Linked DNA regions of Zea mays: all the other regions are linked to region 1. The links are chromatin contacts, called in public Hi-C maps. All regions are on one chromosome and are shown on one strand. Each heading gives the region's core, a stretch centred on a gene start, on an enhancer-like site or on the middle of the called end of the contact. The rest is flanking DNA. Distances are from core to core; before and after follow the strand shown.

Region 1 (3,395 bases), core at 545-3,044:
GTTTGTCATTCTATAGCAAGAATTCCATGACAAAGATTGCTTGGCACTTGATTGCTGCTTTGTTTGCAAGCTGGCTGGCCGGGATTACCCCTGATTTTTGTTGGGTTCTGGAACATGTATGTCTAGCTTCTTATTGGGTGCTTTTGGTTGCCTGTGGACTGTGGTTGCCTGCATATTGTCTGGCGAGGCTCACGTTCTGGTTGGTTGCCTATCAGCCTCTTCAGCGTTCTGGTTGGTTGCCTGGTCAGCCTCTTCAGCTCGATAGGAATTAGCCGTTTCTCTAAGGCCAGCCTCTGTCGGTGCAACCGTCTTTTCTAATGAGATTAACATGTAATTAGTGTCTATTAAATAAATTTATCCCGACATATGAAGGAATTGGCCGTTTTGTTAAAGACAGCCTCGGTGCAACCATTAGTCTTTTCTAATGACAGATTAACATGAAATTTGTGTATTAAATAAATTTAATTTATTTAAAAATGGAGACAACCGACAGGCCCATTGTGGCTTAGGAATGAAAATACCAACTATTGCTGTTAGACGTGGCCAGCAGCCAAGTCCCGTCGCAGGACTGTTTGCTGCATGTTTAGATTCATACGCTGAAGTGTTCAAATCAGGATGAGGTACAGGTACATTAGATCCATACGCTAGCTGGATACATTCGGACTGCAGAATATAGATAGTCATGGTTGGCATCCTGGCAGTTGGTTACATCTTGTGAGTAATCTGCGCGTTGCCGTTCAGCAGTTTCACCGGTTCTTGCTGCTGCTGCTGGGACCCGATCCGCTGCCAAACTGCGCGGTAAGCCGTGAGGCCAAGCTTGTGCACCCTGTCGTACACGGTCTCCGGGCGCAGCGGCGCGACGTAGAGGCCGACGGCGTCGAGCTGCCACCCGCTCCTCCCGCAGAAGCCGACGATGACGCCGCCGTCCACCGGGAACTCGAAGGGCGTGCCCTCCGCCACGCCGAACGGCCCGTACGCCCCCTGGTTGGTCCGGAACGCCAGCGAGCGGATGACCGGCGAGCCGCCGGGCGCGATCGGCGCGTAGTGCCCGCTCACCGTTGTCAGGTACTCGTCCGGGTAGCCCAGCTTGATCTGTGTACGTACGCGCGCACGGTTCAGAAACCACCCAGCGGAAGGAGCCGTGTCACTGATCGTGACTGACGGGGGTGATTGGTTTGGCGGCGGACGTGCCTGGGTCGTGTGGCTGGCGGCGGCTCCTCCGTGCCGCTCCCCAGTGACGGGCATGCCGTCCCTGTCGTACTCCACGCTGATGGACTCCATGAACCGGTCGTAGGACATGGTGATGCTGCGGATCCCGGAGTAGCCGCCGTCGTCCCACGGGTGTCCCCCGGCGCCGCCCCATGGGCCGACCTTGATCAGCTTCTTCTTCGACACCACCATCTTCCTCTGCGATTGCTGCTGCCCCAAAAAAAAAGACATGCAGTTTTTTTTTAAATTCAGACATTCCCCATTTCGGAAATCCTGTATGCTTTCAACCACACGCCCTAGTTAGTTCCTCTCTTTTCAAACCAATGAAAGAACGAAAGAAAAAAAGTTTCAGCAGTTTATGTCTGAACAGAGAGGCATGCGAGAAAGACGCGAAATTCCTAACGGCGCGCAGGAACAAAAAGCAAACGAACAGAACACTAGTGAAGTCCATGTGTGCACCATGTTTCCTTCCCTTCCAGGGGGGTCTTGAGAGAATGCACAAGTGGTTAGGTTTTGCAGCCAAAGTTCCTTGAAGAGCAAGGGTGCTTAATAGATAGACAAGAGGTACTGAAGAAATTGCCCAGCAAAACAAAAGGTGCAGCAGGATGGGACGGATAGCTGGGGACAAAAGAATTAGATGCCCTAAGGAGGGGGGCTAGGGGATGAGTACACTGCTTTTCTGGAACGATAAGCATATTGCACAAAGAGCGCTCTGTTCTTGATCTGGAAGTTTCGTAGGATAATCTTTGAAACTGTGGATAATCCTCGGTTCGGTTTTAGCAGCAATGTCCCTGGAATTTTTTTTCTATGTAATTAGATTGAGTAAACTGTCTATGAGTTGAAGTTACCTTACCTTCAAGAAAAATGGAAGATCTAACAACGGTCGCAGTGCTCCCTTAGACTCCAAGCTCACAAGGTCTTGGTACCTTTACTTACATCAGATGGTGACTCGAAAAACAGAAAACGATGGTGACTCAAGAACATTTTTTCTCTCCCAGTCAAGCTAGCTATGCTTTGTCAGTAAAGGGACGGGCATGAAAGGTCTGGTGGACGATCATGGAACTGGAGAACAATACGCCATTGAGCTGATAGCATCATTGGCGAGAGCGAACAACTCATCCTGCCCGTCGTTCTTTCTTTTTAAGCACATCCAGCCAGCCAAACTTGCATGCACGAAACACTGAAATGTCCACCACACAGCCCACAGGGACATATGTGTGATGTGTCCAACAATCATCACCGGGAGGGAGCCAGGTCCAGTTGGTTTCGGTTGCCACTGAACAACACACAGCTAAGGAGAATCTTAGCTGACAGCGTGCGCAAAGTCCAGAAGAAGCCAATAATACACACAGCCAAAGCCAACGAATTGGCAGATGATAGGTGGCTGTCGTTTTCTGAAGCTTCAGGTGCACTTGCGGTAATTATGGTGCCTGTGGCTTCAAGTAAATACCTGTATGTGTGTGTGTGACTGCAAAGCGACCGTGCCGTCTCTATCTAACCGTCTTTGTGACACCGTGCTGTCTGTGCCCTTTCATCGTTGAGCAGACTGGACTTTTCCAAATAAGCAAAACTGTCAGCCATATCCCCTTGGGCCGTCGGGTATATCGATGTGCATGCAGTGGTTTGTTTCATCGAGCCAGACTGTACTGCTGCAGCCTAGAATAGAACCCTGCTGATCTGTGCTTTGCTGGAATACATCGGTATCATCAGCAGCTAATCTGTAGTTCTCAGATGAGGTGTACTGCTGCCTGTTGTGCAGAGCATCCTGCACTTTCACTTTGTTTCTTGCATAGTCGCATTGGCTGCCAATTATTAAAAAGAAAAACGGTAAAGAAGCAAGTCCCCCAAATCTGGATTATGAAAAATCAGAAATCTGCTAATTGTAGATTGGTTCTATATATGTCACTGAGGACCAGCAGTCTCCTAGCTTTAAGCTAATTATGGGGTGGCACTAAATTATGAGCTGGCCGATGGGAAATACGTAGCGAATAGGCCAGACTGTGAACGTGAGGCCCCAACCCTCCGCCGCTCGCCTATAAACACGCGCTCTCACCGCCTCCGACCTCACTCACTCTCATTCGCAATTTCCCTACGAGCTCGAGCTCACGGCTCACCGCAGCTCAAAAGCCAGCACAGGCAAACCCCCGTCATGGCCTCCTCCAAGATACTGCGCGCCGCCGTCGTCG
Region 2 (3,395 bases), core at 584-3,083, 350 kb after region 1:
TCATGGCTGTGGTGCTCGGGCGCATGCGATGGCCTCTCGGACCAGGGCATCCAGTGGGTCTATACATTTCTTGAGAAGAGGGTCATCATCAGGCAAAATGCCTACAAGGTCATCGGACGCAAGGATTATCGAATTGACAGCTCTCACAAGAAGAACCTGCAGCGACACTCGCAACAGGTTTCTCGCACCTTCCATGTCCCCCTTCCCGAATGCAGCCACTGATGGTAACACTGTACGCTCCATGGAAGCCTTATCTGGACATAGCACCTCAAAACCCTAACCAGCAAATTTAAAAAAGGAACAGTTTAAACCATATGAAATTGGATGGCTGAAGAATATTATTCCCCAAGGGAAATATCAAATCCAATACTTTTCCAAGCCATCTCACAAGAACGAAACAAATGTCATTTTGAACAACTTATCATTGGACTGGCAAACCAGGAATGGACAACCTACAAATTACAGTGGTCCAGCAGAGCTGCTGTTATCGATCTTTTTGGGACTGAGCTTTCAGACAAAGGGAGGTATCATAAAAAGTGACTGGGAAAAATCTGACCACCCATCACTGACGTAGGAGCTGAGCTGTCTAATTTGTAGAAAATACATATGCAGTGATGTGGTAATTGTCATTCAACATCCTGCTAGTCTGTTTTTCCAGATATATAAATAAAAAATACATAGCACAAATAACGTTTTTCTTTTAGACAAAGGGATCAGCCTAACTTATATCGACAGCCAACATAACACCTCTTTACTTACATTGAAGTGGAGCTATCATTTCGTTCAAAAAGGGAGATATCATATTATCAATAAGCATATGGTAATTGATGAAAAAGAAGATGTTTACCTGGCTCTCCAACTTGTCTAGGTAACAGTTTGTAGCCAATTTATTGTCAGTGAAGAGAACTCCCACACGGACATTACTTCCATACTCAACAGGTTTCAAGTTAGCAGCTTTGAGTTCCTTCACAACGCAATCACCAACATGGATGAACGGAACCGAGCAACCCTGCGAAATCTCATCATGCCAGGCATGTAAGAACTGGCATGGCATAACAATACAGCATGCTCCAGATTGCTCCAAGAAGAGCCTCTTCTGCCTTAACTTCCCAAGAGCAATACTGGCACTGCAGCCAGAAGTGGATTGGGTTCCAGATGGCAACAGCTCTTTCTTGACAAGCGGGTCATTGCAGATGATGAACGGAGGTGCCTCTTCTCCACCTCCAGTGCTCCAACTCACAAATTTCTCTAAAAATCTGAGGCAGGAAGAGGAAGACGCACCCATCACTCCGACTGCGCCTGATGGATGGCAAGTCCCAATGTAAGGTCCACTTCTTGAAGCTGAGGAACTTGCATCCAAATCCTTTGGTTCAGGGGGATCAATTGCATGGTCGGTCTTGAGAACAATTGGGGATGGTCTTGCATTATAAGCAAAACGTGATGACTGGGACCTACAAGAGGCCCATCTTCTTCGTGAACCACCCACACGATGGAACGAATCAGATAAGGAGCAACGAGGATATACGGCTATGCTCCTGCAAGAACAGGTTTTGAATCACTGTGTAAAAGCTGCGGCATTCTAGATCACAGACACTAAGCACCAGTAAACACAAAGCTGGATTCCAAGAAGTAGCATACAGAAACGGACCTCTGCAAAGACATCTGAACCATGGGAGTAAAGGTCTCTCAGGTCTGAACACCAGTCTCGTGACAGGATGTAGGGAGAGTGAGTGACGAAGGATGCAACTGGAGAGGCAGAACTAGGATCGGGAGACTATACCTCTTCTTCCCAGAAGACGGATGGCTGGTTTTAGATCTTAACAGCTATTAGCTACTAGTAAACAAGGACAATACCAAATGCACATGTATTACTCAGACTGGCTAATAGTAACAATCATTGTAACAGCAGGAAGGAGGGAACAGACAGAGTGGAACCTCAATTATTGAACTGGAATGAAGAAGGTGTCTGTTTTTATGTATTATAAGGAGGGTTCTAACCAAGAGGGAGGCGACGTGGAAGATTGTGACTGGTTACTTGGAAACTGCCTCACGTCTCAACCAAAGAAGGTTATCTCTTCAGCACACAGCAAACATCAACTTCCATCTCCCCTGGCATTGCTGGCTTCTAAAGATTCACCATCAGACTTTTCAGCTGTTAAAAAGGGTAGTAAAAAAAATCATCGCTCCAGTTTTCCGTCGGCAAAAAGGCAAGAAAGGAAGCCTACAAGATATAGACGACTCCAAGGGTCAATACTCACATGATAGTGGGGCTCATCTCATCTCCCCACATGTGGTGTAATCATCTGCCCCTGCCAGACACCAATAGAGAGCAAGAGACAGGGCAACAGGGGCCACTTGCAGCTGCATATGCGTACAACAGCACAAAATGCTAGGAGCCTAGGTCAGCAATATTGCTGCAAATGACGGAACACCTTGTAAATTGGGAAAAGGTGTAACCACTGCATGTGTCCTCGTTTGCTCGTTTCAATCTGTATGATTGATGTTTATCAGCTGGCAGTTCTGAACAATTTCTTTCATAACTCCAGATACCATCACCTCAAAATGAAAATCCAAACACAAAAGAATAATAACTAACTCAGAATTTGTCAGTAAATTACAACTTTCCACCCTTGTAAGAAAATATACTACAATTTTATTGGACACAACGTAAAACTGAAACCTGCCTAAACAGTAGAACTTTTCAACCTCAATGAGTCACCATGGCGTAGGTTCGAAACAGTATCTCCACGTACAGAGGAAAGCTTGCCAATTTATCTCTTTTCTAGACTCCACTCATGTAGAAGCCTTCGGCACTGGATCTTTTTTTTAAACATCAGAATTATTGGGGGGAAACAAGGTCTAGCTGTTTTTGGTAAACATTACAGAGGTGGCCTTTGTGAACTGTAAATCATGGTTTAAAAGGCGGCTAGGCGGAACTAGGCGCCCAGCCACCGCCTGACCGCCTAGGCGACTTAGGCGGGTGCCTAGGCGACGCCTTAGTAGCTGTTACAAACAGCTGTTAGCCTTTTACAAAATACCAAACAACCAAAGTACCAAACAGCTGTTACAGTTACAGCTCATAAACTAGAAATCATCACAAATTCACAATAGCACAATAGTGGATCTGAAATAGCCACAAAGTAGTTTCTAAAGGAACAATAGCAAGTCACAAAATTTAAAACAGCACAATACCAAATCTGAAATAGCCACATAGATAGTTTGTAATGACATAATTAATAGTAACTAGCTGCAGTTAGTAATGCAGCAAATATGCTAATGCAATCTAGCAATAGCTACTCTCCCGTCGCTCAAAAATCATCATCAAACTCTCCTGGGATATTGGGTGCCTCCCCTTCTTCACCATCATTGCCACCATTAGATTCATCTTCACAATC
Region 3 (3,395 bases), core at 230-2,729, 310 kb before region 1:
AACCATACCTTTGTCTAAGGTTCTTTGATGAGAAATCGAATATCCAGACTCAATGCTTGCAAGAATACTTCCAGCTAAGCGACTCTGTGTAGCCCCAAATTATACCAAATCTCAGAAATTGGTAAAAGAAAAGGATAAATCCAAGGATTACAAAGCATGTAAATAAAACCAACCTGTCCTGTGTTATCCTTAACAAAAGTAGGCTCATCAGTGTATACCTCCTGATCAAGAACCTTCCCACATGTACCACAACATCTGATCATCATTCATCAAACATGTCAGTTTTCATATCAATAAATAAGCTCAAGAGCTTCAGTTGCTTTATGAGAATCTGATGGACAACCATTAACAGAGTTGTAAATAGCCCATCTTCATAACAATCCTACTGACTGGTTTTGCAAAGTATTCCATTAGAATAATATAGAAAGAACAGGGAGGTCTCACATGTATCCTTTGTCAGGGTCCTTTATGGAGGGGCAGTAATCAGCACAGTGAGTGCAGTAAATCATTGCAGAAGGAACTACACAACCAGGGGTGATCAGCTCATACCAATCTGTGAAACTTTGAGTAGATTTTCTGTTCAGTTCCAAGCCTATATAAAACATCCATCGTATTCGTTTACGAAATATATGCAGACTTGATAAAAAAGAGACTTTTGGAACCATATTCCCCAAAACAAAGATTTTTGGTAGCCATTTTCACCTCCAATTTCCCAATTCAACATTTTTACATGCAAGAAGACCAAACAGACATTGCAAAATGTTTTCTTTTTTTTTTTTACTCGCTCCACTCCTTCCTTCCTAGTAGAAACCTGTGCCCTCAAATTCTCAGTAACGGGCTAAATATAGGACATCGGTGCCATAATTCTTTGCCAAAAATCGAAGTTAGCCTCAGCGTCTTTGTACATAAAACCGTTTCTCCACTTAATTCAAAAGGTCTAAAAACATGAATATACTACCAATACTAGCCACCGGGTCAGTTCCTGATGCAATATAGCTTGGGTTGGTCGGTTCCACGAAACGGGTGACGTACCTAATAGAGGATTGACACGGATCGAGGGTTGCCGCCTCTGCCGCTGGCGAGGAATAGGAAAACGTGAGCCACTCCGGATCAGATCGAGAGGGAGGGAGGATAGCTTGAGGCGTCGTCTTCCTCGCGAGGGCAGGAACGACCGATAGGTGAGGAGAGGACCGCGGTCGCGCGGAGTGGGTGTGAGATGGCCGCGGGCGGCGAGGTGTGGTCGAGCAGGTTAGCGCGAGCTCCGGCGAGGACACGAATCCAGTGAGAGTGAGGGCTCCGGCGACGGCGAGGTCACGAGCTCTAGCGAGGGCTCGGACGATGAATCCGGTGAGGGAGAGGGCGACGCGAGCTTCGGCCACCGGCTTCGGAGCAGACGACCTGCGTAGGAGGCGGGGGCGCGCAGCGGCAAGCAGGGGCGGCGGCGACGGTGGAAAAAAAAACGTCTCCTGTCCAACCTCCCACACCCGCACGTACGCGTGAACGAGAAATTTGCGATTATAGGCTCCCTAAGGTTAGGCTTCGCCCGAACAGAACCAGATCAGGAGGCTTCGCTGAGATAGGATCAAAACAGCCTTCTCTTATTGCAACTCCAATACCTCCTAAAAACTATGGTCCCAATGTATATTTTAGGGGGGGAAGAAAAACTACCGTCCAACAGTTACCAAATTGTTCTCCGTTTCTTCACGCACGCGAAGAAAGACCCATCCACGGCACAAAACATTCACAGGCGATGTGAGCTCCCAATCCACTGGTTTTCTCCGTCCCCATGCCAGACATTTCCTTCATGCCTCCGCAGGTCCTCTTCACCCCCCTTGATTTCACGATCATGTCTCCGTCGTTCCTCTCCACTCCCTCGATTTCAAGGCACAAAACATTCGCTGGCAAGATGTCGAATCTCTCCACCAAACGTCCAGCCTCGTCAATGTCGTCTAGAAGTGGTGATTATCCGCCGGAATCTTCCTGGACGACACCGACATGAATCCATCTCGCGGCGACTGCATATTTTGAGGTATGCACATCCTGTGGACAACTTTGTGTTGGGTTTAGGAGCAATTCCATGTATGCCATCAAAAAATGTACTCATTACTTGTGTGCCACTGGCCCTACATATAATACACACAAAAAAGTTATATATATACCACTCAGTGGCATGTAAGGAATGAGTATAAAATTTGATGACTGCTAAGGAATGAGTATAAAATTTGATGGCAGTCGGCGAATTTTTCCTTAGGGTTTAGTTGGCAGTGGGGATCTATTTATTTCTCTATTTTCTCACATCTTGCTGCAACGATAAACACTATTGTATTTTGGGGGAATCCGGTTCATTCCCGGCTTGATGTTTTGGACCCTCTCTATGACTTTTGGGTTGTGCGTTTTGTTTGTGATTAGACGTGTGTAGCATCTGTCTCACCTTCTCAAATGCCATCTCCAGCTTGTCGAGCTACACGAGAAGCAAATATTAGAATGATGTTATATATATATAATAGCTGGATGCCCGTGCGTTGCAACGGTAATATATAATATCAATATACTACGATAACTTATATACAAAATCTGTGTTATATTGTTATGAGAAAATGTTTTATAATCAATTTGTGATCCTAGTCATACATAAATTTTGTTATTTTAATCTAGTTATTTCACCACCACATTGCAACCATCAGTATCATGCAGACTTCGATATATGCCACGATTTATATGGTCTCATCATTGGAGAGCACGAGCACGTTCCACACATGCCGGAAAAATTCTCTCATACATCGTTAGTCATCAGACACGCACCACCCTAGGCTCTTGCTTAAACAAAAAGGTAAGTGTGTATGTGTTTGTGAAGAAAATTAAAGGCAGGCCGGCACAAAAGCTACCCTGACGGTGGCGAGGATGACGAACTGGTCACTGTTGTCGATCCTCCTCTATGTCACCTTCGGCGCCAAGATGACGCCACAATCCTCGATATAATAGTCGTCGAACGCACGCGACATGACGAGTACTGATGACTCTTGGTTGGGCTGCCAAACGAAGTGCACCCCGGGCTTATCAGCGAGGTAGTACCCCTGGTCGTTGCACCACCGAATGCGTTATTCCACTACATACATCATGTTCGAGGACACTCACACAACGTCAGCAACGTCCATCGTCCCAGCGCACAAGAATTCATGTCCGGTCAGTAGCGACTTACGTGGCAGGTTGGGCTTCAGGTGGACGATGAGCTGGACGGCATGATGGCGTCGTCGTCGGATGCGGTGTCCAGAACAACCCGAGAGTCATCGACGTTGGCGACAACCATGAGGCCCCCCTGCTTAACGATGGACAGCGCGGTGCAGCTGCTCTGGACCGCGTCCAAGCGGCGGCTTCGCGGGAGCTTGTCGTACACA

What was found. A called contact is a pair of places that touch in the nucleus more often than the background predicts.
Region 2: a contact with region 1 is called in a Hi-C map of tassel, with 3 times the contacts expected there. The contact joins the promoter of LOC100193653 here to the promoter of LOC100282355 in region 1. A contact is called at or near these places in 4 of 25 Hi-C or Micro-C datasets (bundle sheath, ear, leaf mesophyll and 1 more).
Region 3: a contact with region 1 is called in a Hi-C map of leaf, with 6 times the contacts expected there. The contact joins the promoter of LOC103635274 here to the promoter of LOC100282355 in region 1. A contact is called at or near these places in 6 of 25 Hi-C or Micro-C datasets (bundle sheath, ear, endosperm and 3 more).

Annotation. Positions count from the first base shown.
Region 1 is chr8:63,727,216-63,730,610 of Zm-B73-REFERENCE-NAM-5.0, reverse strand. It overlaps LOC100282355, which reads right to left and starts at 1,794. Exons shown (of 3, transcript NM_001371853.1): 1 at 1,669-1,794; 2 at 1,192-1,419; 3 at 583-1,092. The coding sequence starts at 1,671. The coding sequence ends at 706. LOC100281129 (60S ribosomal protein L28-like) reads left to right here. Exons shown (of 4, transcript NM_001371852.1): 4 at 1-133.
Region 2 is chr8:63,382,066-63,385,460 of Zm-B73-REFERENCE-NAM-5.0, reverse strand. LOC100193653 (aspartate-glutamate racemase family) reads right to left here and starts at 1,833. Exons shown (of 3, transcript NM_001138747.1): 1 at 1,649-1,833; 2 at 848-1,535; 3 at 1-276. The coding sequence starts at 1,671. The coding sequence ends at 1.
Region 3 is chr8:64,035,421-64,038,815 of Zm-B73-REFERENCE-NAM-5.0, reverse strand. LOC103635274 (transcription factor IIIB 90 kDa subunit-like) reads right to left here and starts at 1,479. Exons shown (of 20, transcript NM_001346889.1): 1 at 1,033-1,479; 2 at 445-561; 3 at 174-255; 4 at 9-84. The coding sequence starts at 509.